2 separate regions of the Zeugodacus cucurbitae genome follow, and region 1 is linked to region 2. A link is a contact called in public Hi-C data. All regions are on one chromosome and are shown on one strand. The core of a region is the stretch at or near the end of the contact, and the rest is flanking DNA. Distances in the headings are between cores, read along the strand shown.

Evidence for each region. Hi-C and Micro-C count contacts between places; a contact is called where the count stands out from the background.
Region 1: a contact with region 2 is called in a Hi-C map of whole body, with 8 times the contacts expected there. The contact joins the promoter of LOC105220063 here to the promoter of LOC105219619 in region 2. A contact is called at or near these places in 2 of 2 Hi-C or Micro-C datasets (both in whole body).

Annotation. Positions count from the first base shown.
Region 1 is chr5:45,986,013-45,988,712 of idZeuCucr1.2, forward strand. LOC105220063 reads right to left here and starts at 1,449. Exons shown (of 4, transcript XM_054231718.1): 1 at 652-1,449. The coding sequence starts at 658. All of the region lies in intron 1 of LOC105219872 (probable serine/threonine-protein kinase yakA), which reads left to right.
Region 2 is chr5:45,816,424-45,819,123 of idZeuCucr1.2, forward strand. LOC105219619 reads right to left here and starts at 1,304. Exons shown (of 3, transcript XM_011195890.3): 1 at 830-1,304.

The DNA.
Region 1 (2,700 bases), core at 199-2,698, 170 kb after region 2:
AGTACAACTTATGAGAATTAAAAGTATACTATTAATATTAATTAATAATTAAATATTACAATTTTCATATTTTGCTTGTTAATATTTTCACAAAATATTATTTTTGAAATTCAAAAATTTAATTAGTAGTTTTCGAAATTAACGCATTTTTTGTTTCAAATTTTTGTTTTAAATTTTTAATTTACTATTTATATTTTTTATATCCCTATTATCTACTCAGGTAATTTTTAATAATATTCCATTCAAATATTGCTTCTACAACTTCAATTTCCCATCACTTTCATTAAAATTATACTTTCAACACTGTCTTTACACTTTACCATTACCAATTTTTTTCATTAACTTATTGGGAAACACCACCTATCAATTAATAATTTCTTTCCATACTCATAAATCTCATATACATACATAAGTACATAAAAATAAATCAACTTATCAATGAATAAACGCCTCAACCTTTCAATTTCGTACGAATGCACTTTCAATGAACTGATAAGCAAAACAAAAATATGCTCATAGCCAAAAATAAACTAACTTCCAAGTAAATAAATAAATATAAAAATAACTTTGCTGTACTAGATAAAGCTATGAACAGAGAAAAATAAATAAAAACGAACTTAAATTTAACAACAAATCAAAAGCAATACACACACCGCATACTAATCCAAGTAAATTCGTAAAAATCTTTCGCTGCTCGTCCACGTGGAGTAATTGGCTGCGCACTGGGCGTGCTATTAGTCAAATATCGATAAATGACTAAGGCAATTGTTGTTTCGAGTGTCACGACACTTCACTTTAAAGACGCGTTGTCGCGTACAAAACGCCGGTTGATAACAACAAGTGCGCGTTTTACTTTAATTTATGTATGTATTTTTGTTTTTATTTTTTTTTTTGTTATACGCAGCAAGCTACTTTGTGTTATAAATCTGCATTGAATTAGGCAATTTCACAAGAATGTGTTAATTTCGCAAATTAAGCAAGGTATTGAGCGTGGCTTTCAATTTTCAATTTCTTTATTTTCAATTTCGCACAACGACGGCAATGTTGTTGTTATTATTTTCGGTTTGCTGATTTTTGTTTGATTTCAATGTTATACAGTTACTTTCGCTCGCTCGTTGAGTTTAACACTTTTTTTATTTCTTATTTAATTACTTTTTCTTTACTGTCAGTCTTTCAGAAACACACAAAAATTTTATTTCGATTTGGTTTAAATAATTAACGCTCTACTAAAGTCCGAAATACGTTGATTTTGTTTTTGCTTTTTATTGAATTTGAACTATGTCACTTTGCTAGACGCATAATGTCTAACAGTGTCGCTGTAGGTAGATGTGTAATTAACAATTTTCAAACTTTTTCCCCAAGTGACTTCCGTTCAGTAGTGCTGCACACTTCCTTACGGCACAAACTGTTGAATCAGACTGATCAAACCTTAGCCATAAACGTCGACCGTAACTTTTCTGCGCCACACCGACACTGCCAATGCCGAGACAGCAACGACACTACTTACAACTACCACTACAATTGTAGCAAAAATAACAATAACAACAACACAAGCAACGACATGATTACGCTAACGTTTGTTTGCTTGTGTATGTGTGTGTGATGTGTGCCTTTGCCGGCCAAGCCAGCAGGCCGGGCAATACCAGACCGACCAGACAACCGACAATTGCTGATGACTAACCAACACACACACACACATATGTACGTACATTAAAGCACGATCGGTGAGATACAAACCACCACCGTCGTTCATAAAAGAAAGCAACAATGCTGCGGCTACGTGCACCTCACTGTGTGTGTGTGTGTGTGTGTGTGTATGTGTCTATATGACGTTTGTAGGTGTGTCTGCATGTGTTTGTTATTACGGTTCTTCTTCTGTCCATTGTTGTATTGTGTTGTGTCTTCTCACCTAATCCAATGATCTCATTTTTACTCAATTTACCCATAGCCATATGGCAATGCGATCGTCGTCGCTCAGCAAATATACGAGTATACACACACACATGCGCGTAGCATAGTACCTGCGTGTCTATTGAGTGAGTGAGTAGTTCACTGAGTATATTTACTGCCTTTTCTACTCACTTCAATTAGTGTGTGCGTGGTAAGGTAAGGTTAGAGCGGAAGGCAAATCTAAAATACATATGGCTATAGTGAAGACAAAGAGACAAGATACGTGCAGACATGCAGACATACATTCATAGGTTTTTGTATATAATTGCGCATTCATCAGTTTATGTTGGTGGTTCTTTTGCGCGCACGTTTGCTCTCTTTCTTCCGCGCACCAGTATGCCGTTGCAGAGGTTACCTGCTGGCCTTGTCTGTTGTTAGTTTGTCTGCCATTCGTCGATTAATTTTATATACACTTAACTGTAAATAGATTATGCATGATTTTCGGTTGTATGCGTGTGGGTGTGTGCTATTCGATGATTATGCACTCAAATAGACAAATACATTTACATAACACATACAAAAATATAAAGAGCATTATACAAATTTGACAATTTTAAATTCAAACAAATTCCAACTCAATGAATATTGAAATAATATAGCTTTTGTTTAAACCAATATTTAAATAAAATACTTATGATATTCGGATAGTCACTTTCTTCAAAATACAATGAGTTTAATAAATTTATTGTTCAATATTTTATAATATTTCTTTTTTTATTCTAACAAAATTAAACAAAAATCCCTCCTGAA
Region 2 (2,700 bases), core at 54-2,553:
TTATTGTTTGGAAGTAACCATTGTTTGTTGTTGTTTTTTTTTTAATGTCTTTGATTTAAAACTTTTTTTTGGAAATTTTTTGAAGGTAAAGGTGAAATGTTGACCTATATACGCATATATATTTTGCGGGTGTAACGACATTGTTGTTGCTGTTTTTTCGGGAAAATTCTGAAAGCTGCTTGCAGATATTATTTTTATTAACCAGTTCAGAAAATTATTTTCTTTACTTTACATTTCTTTGTGAATTTCTATTTTTTCATAAAATTTACATTTGAAACTATTTTTTAGTATTCCACAACAATTAATTTATGTAAATCATGTATTTTAAATTTAATTAATTTTATAAATGATCCACAGAAATTTATTTTATTAAAAAAAGTTTATACTCAAATTTATTTTAAGAAAAAATTATTTTTGTAGAATTATAATATTTAATTATAAAAAAATTTACACTGAACTTTATTCTATGAAGAACCTTATTTTTGAAGATTTTTAATATTTAATTATTTTAAAAACTGTTTCACATAAATTTGTTTAATAAAAAAAATATTTTTGAAAATTTGGAAAATATTTGTTTTTTTTTTTCTTAATAATCTTAATAACATTTTACACTATTCAATTTCATCGTTATGTTCTGATTGTAAATCCTGTGTTCAGCATTTATTTAAATTTTATTTTATTTAAATATTTTTTTTTTTTATTTATTCTATTTATTTATTAGTTCATTTTAAAAATTATTTTTTTATAATTTATTATATTAAACACCGCACGCAAAGCTTTTTAGATTAAATTTTAAACAAAATTACTTCACATAATCCTGCAATCTTACCTTTGAACTCTTATAAAAAATACTGTTAGTTGCTGCTTTTGCAGTGGCAGTTACTTTACTGCTTCGCTTCTTCACTTGTACTGCGCTGATCGGTAGTGGCGTTGTATATTGAGATTTTTTGCGATTTTTTTAAACGTTTATCTTTATCGGAAGCACACGTGCGTTTTAACAAGTTGAAATTTTCGTTATTCTTGTCTAGAAATTCCTTTATATTACGTAGTTTACAATTAATAAATATATATAGTATATAACTTGTATTGCTATTAATTTCACAACGCCTTTGTAATTGTATTATTTAATAACGTGTTAATAATTTAATATATTTTCTCTTTTACTTAATGCTTATTTCGTTCGTTTCAATTACTATTATTAATACTTTGATTATTATTATTTTAATTTTTTTTTGCTCCGAGCTGCGTGTTGCTCATGTGTCGTTTTAATACTTAATAATATCGTTGCTTACGTTTCGCAGGCTTTATAGGCACTAACGTATAGCATTTGAATGCTGACTCTCTTATGAGCTGCCGGCATGCAGCAGCGTTTACACACACACACACAAACACACGCGCACGCTCGAGTACAAATAAACAGGCAGCGCGTTAGTCAGCGTGACACGCTTACTTTGCGACCGGCTTGAGTCTCCATCACAATTACGGATAAGAGTTACTTGCGAGCAATGAGTGCAAGCATAAGCGACTGAGTCAAATGTATAAATGAAAACAAAAACAACAAATAATAAGAGTAACAGCAAATCATAGCTGAAATGGGTAGGTGTTTATGGCTGCAAGCGGATATATGACGGTATATATATATATATTTATATGTATATGTGTGTGCGTAGGTGCGTGTGTGAAATGTGAGTGCTGTCTGTCTATCGGTCCATTCATTTTAGCTAACTAGCGTCCAAAAAAATAATGCAGAAAAACGCGCGCGTATATTGCAATTACTCATCGGCATTTTCCGCTTGCAACGTCTGCATGGCCGGCTTTGTTGTTATACTCTTACAAATACATACATATATACTACTTTATAGCACACATTTATTGCTAGGTAAATGTTATTCTTGGCAACTCAAAATATTTGATTACCTTATAATCGCACTCTACTTACACTCTGCAGCAGCTATCTATGGAGACGACACCCCCAGGGCACAAGCCTCTTGCTATGAGTAGAGTATATGTTTGCATGTATGTGTGTAACTATTTATTTTGAGACCGTGCCTACGTTTATTGTAACTTAGCTGTGAGTATTGAGTGGGCTGGTGAGTAATAAAATATTTACTTAACCGCTCACTAATAGCTCCGGCCTACGTATACATATAAGTGTGCAGTTTACGCTCTCCCACCGCTTGAGTGCGATGGCTCGCCGTAGAAAGTTGTTGTAAGTGCTAGTTACAAGCACATAAATGCACAATTATGCTCAAGAACCATACCTTTACCTCACATATATTTATGCATATACATATGTATGTATTTGTGTGAGTGTACTTTTTACCTGCGTTTATCATGATTATACGTGTAGGTGTTGTAATTGCATTCATCAAGTATGCACACACACACATATGTATCTATATGTTATTGTTGTCTATTACATGCATTCCATTGTCTCGTGACGTCGCTATACTGAGCAGCCAATAAGCAAGTGAATTGCCAACAAGCAGCGGTTGGAGAGGGGCGGTGACATTTCAATGCATACAATAGTCTGCATACATGGCTCTAACTATTTACATTAGAGTACAAGTATTGAGTGTAATTTAAACACATGCATACATACTGGAACACAACCATACATACCCACATCCAGACAAATATATCCAAATCAACTTAGAGTCAATGTTTATTTACTCTCTGACGTGTGCGTATGCAAATATC